Regions from separate parts of the Zea mays genome. Here region 1 is linked to region 2. A link is a contact called in public Hi-C data. All regions are on one chromosome and are shown on one strand. The core of a region is the stretch at or near the end of the contact, and the rest is flanking DNA. Distances in the headings are between cores, read along the strand shown. Region 1 overlaps LOC100193937. Region 2 has its middle 110 kb from the start of LOC100216809.

What was found. Hi-C and Micro-C count contacts between places; a contact is called where the count stands out from the background.
Region 1: a Hi-C map of leaf shows a contact between it and region 2, with 4 times the contacts expected there. The contact joins two enhancer-like sites. A contact is called at or near these places in 4 of 25 Hi-C or Micro-C datasets (ear, leaf and leaf mesophyll).

What each region holds. Positions count from the first base shown.
Region 1 is chr1:118,125,446-118,130,859 of Zm-B73-REFERENCE-NAM-5.0, forward strand. LOC100193937 reads right to left here. Exons shown (of 28, transcript NM_001359353.1): 22 at 5,355-5,414; 23 at 4,108-4,192; 24 at 3,892-4,002; 25 at 3,724-3,819; 26 at 3,573-3,620; 27 at 3,419-3,487; 28 at 2,943-3,325. The coding sequence ends at 3,137. Among protein-coding and RNA genes, the nearest start is that of LOC100193937, 50 kb to the right of the region's middle. Within about 2 kb of position 3,191, at least 2 of the 20 cell types and tissues checked have an H3K27ac peak or open chromatin away from gene starts, as enhancers often do. A contact at or near this core is called in leaf, where this site is marked.
Region 2 is chr1:117,789,567-117,795,290 of Zm-B73-REFERENCE-NAM-5.0, forward strand. No RefSeq gene overlaps it. Among protein-coding and RNA genes, the nearest start is that of LOC100216809, 110 kb to the left of the region's middle. Within about 2 kb of position 1,550, at least 14 of the 20 cell types and tissues checked have an H3K27ac peak or open chromatin away from gene starts, as enhancers often do. A contact at or near this core is called in leaf, where this site is marked.

The DNA.
Region 1 (5,414 bases), core at 1,941-4,440, 340 kb after region 2:
ATGTCCTCATCAATGTAGTTTCATTTTGTATCTTTTTATATCATATGAATCTTGCCTTTGCACATGTATCCTAGTAGCTAGATTGCATTTTTACTTTTGTATTTGATTATTTGTTTGCTTTGGTTATGAAGCGATCAACACAAAAAGGGAGAGATTGTAAGGAAAATGGATTGTGTCAACATAACCTTTTCTCTAATAACATTTGCTAGTGTTTATGAATATAGTTGAAAGGATGCAGCATAGACTTGGACGAAAACAACATAGTGATCAGAAGATCAACACACCTCAAAGAAAGACATTAGAAGACTCATTGACGACCTACAAAGGTCATGCAAGAGTCAATACACAAATTTAAAGAAGCCCGAATGAAGAAATAAAAAGAAACAAAGGAACATACTATAGAGCAACACTGAATGTGTTGGTGGTACATCAGATGAAGCACTGGATTAGAGTTGTGCCTATGTTGAAGAAAGTGCTAGAAAATTGAGTACATTAGACACATAGGTGTGCACCAACAACACTGAATGCCACATCGGATAGGGCACCTAGAGAGATTTGTAGCATGTATGCAGAGCTTTGCAATAGACTAGACATGTCTAGTGGTACACTAGATACCGTACCAGATAGGGTAATCAGAGAGGTTGCAAATGCAACCAAGCTAGGATACATGCACCATACATGTTTGGTGTGACACTGGTGACCACGCTAAATACCCCAAGCTCAATGGTCGATAACGGCTAGTACCAACTAGCTGATGTGTACGCAGCGGACATGTTTGATGACTGCACCGAACATGTCCGGTGACTATGTCAAACATTTCTAGTGAGTACATACATTTTTGTGTCATTTCCAATGGCTAGTTTGGACATGGGGGGCTATAGTTACGATGTCAAGTGGGCATTTGAGATGTGTGGGAGCTAAGAAACAATACTAAAGAGTTGATACTCCATTCATTTAGCTCTAGACACACAAGTACTCGCAGAATCACTCGGTGATTAGTGTAGGTGCTTTGCAAAGTGGTTAGGTTAGTTAAACTGCTATTATAACACTTGCTCTTGGTTAATCCTAGTTGATAGAAGTGAGGTTAGACACCCTAAACCCCTTGGTGTTTATGTGCACCATTGTATTGTAATGAGTGGAGCTTATAGTCTTGATAGATCACACCAACTGTGTTTGTGGTGTGGTCACCCCCATGTACTAGAGAGAACAAGGCCCATGATGTTTTAGCTAGAAGCTTGATAGTGGAGATAGCGAGAAGCATCTGAGAGAGGCTAGAATCAGAGCACCACTTGCACGTGGAGAAGGTTCAGGGCTATCTACATAGTTACCTTACTAGGAGCTTGGCCCTCTTGTGGGCTTCCCTTATATGGTACTCCAACGAGGATAAGTAAGAAACTTGCACACTTCTTGATACCTTGATAAAAGTATCGACCCGTTAATGGGAGTTTGTATCTCTATCATTTTGACCTTCCGCGTTTATATTGTTACCTTTGGTTGTGTGCTTTATCTTATTAGCTTAAATATAGACTAGTGGATAGGTTTGGAATCTTGCAAAACTTTTTGTGGTAGAGATAACAACCCTTAGTCAAAACCTTAGTTGCACATATGAACTCATGGTTATCCGCATAGGTTTTGATTAAGGAAAATAGAGGTCATAGATTAGTGCGAGAAATAGATTGCCTAATTGAACCGCTTCTCTTAGACGTTATCATTCCCTTTAGAGGGTTAGGCTAGAAAGATCTATTGCACTAGATTAGTGCATTGGACAAATAATAGTCTTAGAGGGTGAAGTATGATTATGAGAGAGCGACAACCAATTATACTCTTTTAGATTTGTGCTTATACATAGAATTTGTAATTGACTTTAGAGCTAGAAAAACGCTCGAAGCTCGCGAGCCGGCTCGGAGTCACTCAGGCTCGACTCGGAGGGACTCACAAGCCTGAGCGAGCCCGAGCTGATCCTACTTTTATGGCTCGCTCAAACAACGAGCTAAGCCAAGCCTGAGCGAGCCCGAGCTAACTCGCGAGCCGGCCTAATGATTGTTATAGTGAACGTACTAACCAATTCAAACTAAAAGCTTAAGTTAATAGGAGAAGATAACCAGTTACTCCATTTTTTGTGTTACTTTAGTAGATTTTACTCTGTTTATCCTTTAGTTTAATTCAGTTTGAATTTCGTTGTATTCTGTAATGTAAATAGAACGAAATTTATTATGTAAAATGAGATTTCAATAAAATACACTTCAACACCTCCACTAACGTGCAGCCAGAGAGAAAGTCGTAAACGTGGAAATAAATATGTGGAGGCACAAGCCTATGCTAGGATTCAAACTCAAGACCTCTATCTTTGGTACCATGTTGTAGTGGACGCACTAATCTGTTCAACCCAAAATCTTAAGCTGATGAGAGAAGATAGTCAATCTATTTATACACTTCAACAATGATATGGTGTTATGTTGTTACAGTATTACATTATTATGTTATTGATTTTTTTGTCTTTTATGGAACCAATGCTAGATATACTTTAAAAGATGTTACTGGATTTTTGGTACATATTTTTTATTTTATATATAACGAAAATATAAAATTTCTGCTCTAAATGATACTTAGTGTGGTGGCTCGCGAGCCTGGATGAGCTTAAGCCGAGTTTGGTGGCTCGCTGGGCCACCAAGCCGAGCCGAGTCAGCTCGGCTCGTTATCAGCCCTAATTGCCTTCACCAGATCCTAATCTCATGTCGTGGTTGCTTCAACCTGTCATCTATGAGTTTCTGTGAGATTGTCTATCATTCTTGATATAGTTCAATCTTGTGTTGTACTCACAATATCTTTTCAGAGATCCTTGACAAGTTTCATATAAGCAGGGGTATCATATTCTAAAACAAACCTCACAATATCAAGATATATGAATTCAATATGCATGCTTGGGTCAAGAACTCTAAGCGAAGTCTGATGAGAGTCCAACTAGCTAGTGGGTGATTGAGAGATATATACATGAAAGCAGCGAGAATAGAATGTAGAATTGGTATTGATGTCCTCTTACCCAGTCAATTGAAAACCAATGATAGCCAAATGGGTCCTAGATTCTGATGTTTCTTTTTCCCCTTTAAAAACTAGGCAATTACTAAGTGTATGCAATCTAGAACTTCAGCAAGAATGTGCGTATCTCCATGGGTCCGAGTTCAACGACAAGAGCTTGACTATCAACGGGACCACCTTTCAGTGGGATGGGATCACTTTTATCGTTCCCCAATACTCTCCAGTTGAGCTTTTTCATCTCTGACTTCTTTTGATTGGCAGAAAGGTTAGTCTCAGCTAATTCCTTGATCTGCATATTAGAACAACATTTAGGCTACTATATAATTATTCTGCACAGGAATATGAATCCAAAAGGATGATTTGCAACAATAATTTTACTTACGGTTCTCTTTCCGAACACCCTTCTTAGTTCAACTTTTGCTATCACTGAATACTGAGCGTCCTCTAGATCCTGGAGACTCGACAAAAGATCAATTATTGATTCATTATTTAGGAGGAACGAAAAGAAAACACTATTCTACAGAAAACTAATACACCTGAAATAGATGGGCCAAGCGGAGTAATGTGGTGTCATCATCTAGATTCTGAAAAGTTCAATTTTTCTGTTAATGTCTTTATGTCATTAATATGGTGTGTGCCCAATACTTCGCTATGAGTTAAAAGTAAATCAAGAAAGCATTATGATACCTGCAAGGTAATAATGGCAACATTATCAGGAAGACTGTAATTCTCATCCATCGTGCTTTGTTTGGCAACATTGTAGGATTTCCAACTTGTCTCATCCTGTAATGACAAGAATGATTACCTGTGGAACCAAATAAAAGGATCATACAGACATGGTAAAAAGCGGTATACCTCATGAGTAAAAGCAAGAAGATAGGGTGAATAGACTTGTTGGCCATATGTTCTTCGCCAGTGAGCTCCATGCCCTATCTTGTCAACTTTGACATAGTATGTTCCCCTCACCTGTCATTTTTGTGAACGGAAAGTTTCAGTAACAACTGTCAAATAAACAGTTCAATGTTATTGGAAAATACAAAGACAACATCAATATTGTCACTGAATTTATACTGTGAGCCCCTTGCAACTTCCATCCAAACAAACAACTTCACCAAGTGGTTCATCAACACCTTTGTCGTCATCTCTGATTACACGCCTGATATATATTGACAACGTTTATGATTAGAGAGTTCCAGCATGTGCATAACATATGCAAAACATAATACACAGATTTGAGATTGAATTCAAGAGGTCGCAACGAATATCTTCGTAACACAATTATGCTCCAAAAAGCAGGTTCAAAATTCCTTGGTTCATTTGACATATAGTATCGTAAACCTTTCATTAGTCACTTTATAAACCTTAGCTTATGGTCTTCGTCTACAATACATATAACAACAGCATATTGAGTTATTGAAACAAAATGCAATTGTTATAGGACTGGTTGTGGGCATTTAGAATGTGTTAAAAAACTTGGTTCTAGGTAAGAGCTAACACCTAATCCTATCCATTTGGAGAATAGCTCCAAGAAAAAAAAATCCAAGAGACGACTCCATTCTTAAGATGCAGTTATAGGAAATAAAAAAGTAATATAGGACCCTTCAACTCTTCTACTTCTCTAATTTCTACCCATCATCTGCTAAAAAATGTTTACCACCATCCATGTCTAAATATGGTACCGTGTCTACGAATATTACTCAATTTTGACCCTCTTGTTTTCGTGGTTTTCAAGTGATGTGTAGGCTTTTCCTGCAAACATTAACCGATTTCTGTGAAATTCTTGAATGCTTCCAGCGTTCCAAACACTGTCATCATTCTCTCTATTGCTCTTTATTTATTCCATGCGAAAGTAAACCGGTTAGCCATGAAAATAGGGTAAAAAGATAATAAAAAGTCGGCCATGTTGGCAAAAAAAAATCTAAAACTTTGAGGACAACACTGCCAATGCACTCTGAGCCCAATGGTCAAAATCAATTGTCACTAATCTTTGGAGTGCTAGATTTAGATGGTATTAGAGTTGAGAGTTAAAACGGTCAGATTCAGACAAAAGGATCCGTTCTTTGAATTATTTCAATAAAAAATAGAATTATTTCAATAAAAAGACTTAGTTCTTTCTCTCTCTTGGAAGACATGATCCGTTCTTTGAATCTGCCTGAAACCATGCCTGGTGTTAATCTTTTACAAGATCTAGCAGGGAGTCTAGATTAGGACCAAGATTGACCCTATACGAACTATCAAGATTTTTGTACAAGATCTTGGAGCTATTTGTTTTCGACGACCAATAAACATAGAACTGATTGAAGTGACTCAGCTAGTACCTGTGTAGCATAATCTCTAGCTGACCATCCTGAATACTTGATGCTCCAACAGCACGGTCC
Region 2 (5,724 bases), core at 300-2,799:
TGCTCAAGAGTTGAAGTCCTACAAAATAGTGATATTGAGCCAATTTTGGACGCTTGTAGTTTTAAATCCATGAGGGTTTTCCTATAAGTCACTATAACAAAGTTGCAGGACTACTATTATAGTACAAATTTTAGTAAGGGACCTGGCCCTAAAACTATATGGAACATAGTGTAAAACATCCCCAAAGTAGGACTGTCAGACTAGAACAGTTCTGAAACTGAGAATTCAGTGACATTTAGTCAACTTTGGAGCCAATTTGTGACTGATCTAGTGAAGTTAAGACCGGGGTCACTGTGACATAGTTGAATACTATATATAGGTGTGCAACTTTGTCATAGTGAAGGTGGGTATGTTGTTGTTTGGAAAAGGGAATAAAAATGCCTCAAAGTTGCACTATCAGTCAGCTGGAATTGGTATTCAACATGAACAGTAACTGAACAAGATTCTAGGTTCAGTGCACCCGCCGCCGGTGTCCTTGCACTGTGATCCGTGCCCGGCGCGGTGATTCATGCATAGGTAAGGACGAGTAACACACAATGAAGGAAAAGATCGTCGCTGGGGGTTGCATTTGGGTTTGGCACTGGCATGGCCATCGCATCATTGGCCGGTGTCGTGGCCGAGATACCGTCGTCGTGATCCACGGTACCTGTGGTTGTGCCACATGATGGGTCGTTTTACCACGTCGTCGTGACCATGGCAAGCCATGGTTTACCGCCCCTGATCCAGTATACCATCACGCACCACAGTGATCGTGTCCCGGTGAAATATCCCGTCACCGGCGTCCACACTCTCGTCCAAAATTCGCGAGTAACCAGGCTGACCCCTTTAAATTGGATGTTCCCTTGGCTTCGCCTCCTTGTTACGTGTTCAGCCCACCGCTCACTACTCTAATTCGTCCACCAGAGCGTGAGTTCACTGGAATTCCCTGGAAACAGTCAACGTCACCGCCGAGTTGAGCTTCGCCATGGTCAGCCTTTCTTGAGTTGGTTCATATGCCCCTCTGGTCCCCATTTTAGAACACCTCTGGCCTCTAGACGCTCATAGTCTCGACCATTTGAACGCTACTGCAGCACAACTCTAGGAACGTCGTGTCGCCGCCTGGGAACACCGTCGTGGACACCCTTCACATCGACCGGCACTGCTGCGCTTTCTTCGCTCAAAAATCGCGCAAGCACCTTAATCTTGGTGAGACATTGATGCTCTCCCCGCTCTTCAATTGAGTGCTACCATACTGTGTGCGCATGTGCGGACTCACCGGAGCTCTGACTCCGCCGTCGTCGTGGGAAGGCATGACTTAGGGGCTGACCTGCCAAAGTAACCTAGGGCATATGCTCCGGTAGTCTCTGGGGTGTTGTACGGGTACTCGCTACCGTCGAGGAGGGTCGTCGACAGCGAGTTCTGGTGGTTCCGCCAGGTGTTCGACCGGGGTCGAGCGCGGGGGCATGGTTTTGCGAAGAGGAAGAATAAAAGGGGGTCGAGCGTAAGGACAGAGAGATAGTGGAATAGTGACTAGGGTCTAGATTAGTTGTTTGAAACGCCAGGGGGTTCTGTGCAAGATCACCATTGTGGGCGCGCACGCTCTTCTACCGTCCGTGGGCCGTCTCGAGCTGGATTCAGCCTAATCCTGTTCACGAGTTTCCTTTTTCTTTTTTACTGATAGCTTGTGAAATCCACTAAAACAGTAGAAAATGGTAAAACCATGGGACCAATTTTACTAGACTCATAAAATTAGATTTTTATGCAAAGCCTATTAGAATTTTAGAAATATATTAGGAGTTTCAAAAATCATGAAAACTTTTGGGTAGACTTGATATGTTTGTTCTAGCCCTTGGGTGAAATTTGAACTTGTTTGGCCACTGTTTAACCAGGAAACCAGATATAGTCCAAAGAAATAACCCCTTTTAATACAAAACGAAACTAGAAATTAATTTTATAAGTGAAATTAAGAATAGTAAACTTGCTATAACTTGTTAACCTAAGAAGATTAGTTGAGTTAATCTTAGAAGATTATCTAGCTAGGAAGCTCTGATGGCTAATAAACTCTGTGCAGGAAAGTTGTATTCAAGAGAGTGTTTTCTAATTCTTGTTTATAGACATGCATGTTCATGGCATAACATAAGCATCCATATATGTATTATTGCGTATAGAACATGAAGAAGATTCTATAGTAGAAGAAGTTGTCCCTCCGACTGAGAACCCTCTTGTGGAGAATAATTTCTATTTTGACATCTGTTGTGAAGAAGCAGCTACTCCTACAACACAAGTCAAGCCCCGGTGCATTTTCCATTCCCTTGTATTTAAAGTTTTATCACCTTAGAATGATGCATTAGGTGATAGGAGTTGTGTGATAAACTACTGATGCATTTCCTTCCTTGAGAAATCGAGTACCATTCTGTGTTACCTGATTTACTCAAACAAGTTTTAATGATGCTTAGCTTTTCTTAGAAAACAAAATGTTTTGTTTTAAAAGGGTGATGCTTCACACTGGAATGGGAATATTTACAAAGAAAACTCATGATGGTGAATCCATCTTTAACACCCTGAATTTGGGGGTATAAAATTTCTTCTCTAATATCTACCAAATTCAGGTGTTACCTCTTTTCTCCTCTCTATAGATTTCTTTCTCTTCATTTTAATAGAGTTTTATTTATTTATTTGGATATGTATTAATACTTTAGTATATTAAACCCTAGAGGAGACATGAAATGTTGCATCATGCTGAGCTTAAAGCTTGTTTTTGGTTTATGTCCATGTTTGAAATATTCAAGTTTGAATTTTTCCTTTGGTTGGATTTGAATTCAATAGAAGAAACAAAAATAAAAGGAATTAGAAATTCAGATTTAAAAAGAAAAGCCAAAGTAGCCGAAACCCCCTGTCCCTCGGCCTTTCGGCCCAGTCAGCCCAGCTCGCCAGCGCCCCCACGCGCGCCCTCACTCTCTCTGCGCGGTGGGCCCCGCCTGTCGCCGTTGTTTCCCTCGCCTGCACGCGCCCCCTCCCACTGACCCGTGGACCCTGCCTGTCAGCCCTGTCCTCCCCAACTGACCACGCGCACGACTCACGCGCATGCCGTGGACTTCGCGCCCACGACACACGCCGAGGTTGCGACCGCCCCACCCCCGACCATTTCTAGCAGGTCGCACCCCCACTCACTATCCCCCTTCCTCATTTGCGCATCCACAGAGCTCCCACCCTCACCTCGCACCGCGCGCACGCCAGAGAAGCACCACTGCCCTCCTTTGTGGTTGCTCGTCCATTCTACCATCGTCGTTGAGGCCTAGCCATGTCCATTGCCTCGGTGAGTTTCGCCTCGACCTCTGTGACCTGGGACACCCTTCAATTCACCCCTTCCCCTCTGTTTCTCTCTATTTACGCTCACCAGACCTCCCTCCTCGCAGCAGCAGCGCTACAGTCATCGACTCGAGCCCTCGCCATGCCTCTGCCTCCGTTCAAGGGTCTCGGAGTCTTCCCTCGAAGTAACCAACCTCTCCCGCTCGTTTATTTCCCCTCCCCTGCCCTCTGTTGTGCACAATTTCTCATCAAAGTGAGACAGCGACGACGCCGAGCCATCTCGCCGCAGATCGCCACCCTCCGGAGCTTCTGCATAGGTGTCGTGCCTACCTCCATGTTTGTCACACTCCCCCCGACCTCCCTGGGGCCCTCAGCAAGCCCGCGTCATCGTCTCCGGCCGTCCTCCACCGTGCGCACGAGCAGCGCCGCCGCTTGCGGCCAGAGAGACTGGCCCGAGGTGGCTGTCAAATCCCAGGCGTTCGTCTCGGATCGGATGGCCCTGATTTAAATAGATCAAACCAATCTCGACCACCTGATCGAAATCCAACCGCCTAGATTTTTCCCTTACACGGGCCCCTACCGCTGGGCCTAGCTAGTTAGTTCCGCTGGCCCTAGGTCGCTAACCGCCCTGGCCCGCCTATCAGTGTGCGTGCGCCCACGCTTGCCCATGGGATCTGTTCTCAGCCGTCAATCTGAGATTGCATAGCCGAAAATGCCCGATACCCCTTTGCCTAGTCTTTTTGTTAAAGAGCCCCTCGGTTTCCCGAGAATCAACCCGCTGTCCTGGATTCTTGCACCTGAGTCCTTGGTTTCTTTAGGGAGAACCCAGACTTTATTTTAATCAGAGAAATGGGTATAAATTAGGGTTTTTGAATTCTAAAACTTCCAAAATTCATAACTTTTGCATATGAACTCCAAATTGGGTGGTTCAAATTGCAAAATGTTCCTTAGGATATTTTCTATCTGTTTAAATTATGTTCAACTACTGTTTCCATGTCTCAATTTTATAGTTGGTCTCTAGGTTAGTGTAAGGTTATAGGATATTTATTAAAAATAAAATAAAGATAACCCTAATGAATGTTCAAATGCCTAATTTTGTAGACCTAATCTCATTTAATGTATGATCCCATCCATGGAATAACTTTGTTTAAGTAAGTAATTTACTAGGATACACCTAGTTAGAGAACAATAGACCACTTCGCATAGTGATCTACCCCAAACCTATAATACACCTCCGTGTCTTTACCTTTCTATTAAACCTGTGTTTGCTCGGTTGCATATGTTTAGTGTACTGTTCTTTTGTCATTTTCTAAGTGTGTTGAATGAATGATTGCTTTGCGTAGACAACGAGCAGTCTGTGGTTCCCGACTATGTTGCAGGAGACTTCCCTGAGCAGCAACCTGGTGAAGGCAAGTGTCATTTGACCCATTATGTCCTACTTAATTTATAATTCATCGTCCCGCATACTATGATCAACCTAAGGATTGACTAGTGTTCTGTTTTTCCTGTCCTTGGTTATCCTTTGGGAATTGGTTACTATGATTAGTATCATGCTATTGCTTTACTTTAATCATTGAACATGATGTGAATATTTATGATACGATGATGTTATTCTAGATATGATAATGAACTTGTGCTACTTTAGGGGACTCGGGCTGTTTCCCGAGTACCTCTCCATAAGGACCGGTTCTTTGGATGACCACCCGGGAAAACAATACAACCATGAGGGTGGTATGGGACACCCTTAGCTGATTAATTAGAGAAACTTGAGGTGTAGTCGGCTTCGTCGTCGTGCCGTCAATGGGGTCCGGGCATAGTACTTGCTCTGCCGAGGCTGGGTGCCAAGGTTCTTTCGTGTTGCTTTTGTTAGTCACCCTTCTTGTGGGGAGAGGTACTATGTTTATCAAACTGGAGAAACCTAACGGGCGGCTATAACCTCTAGGGAATCTTTGTAAATGCTACGTAGTGAATCCCTGGCCATTCACCTCGGTAGTGAAGATCGGGTCTTGCAAACCTAGGCTGGGAAAGGATCACGTCTCGTGGGTAAAATGTACAACCTATATAGAGGGTTAGAAACTGGTATATCAGTCATGCTCATGGTTATGAGCAGCCTTGGGAGCTCCTTTGATTAGAGTTACTCTGGATACCTTTATGATGATGCTTAATGATGATGATTACATTTATGGTATTTGGTATTTTTCTCTTGGAGGGAGTACTATCTGGGTTAATAACTTGGGATTATTACTAAAACTTGGCTCTCTACTAGTAATAAATACCTGAGCATCTAAAAAAACTGCTTTAAACTTAACCCCACATACAACTAGTCCACTTTAGCCAAACGAGACATTTCCTGAGTACGTTGATGTGTACTCACCCTTGCTTAAAAACAACAAACCCCAGGTTGTCCCCATTGCAACCAGTGCTCAGGAGAAGATG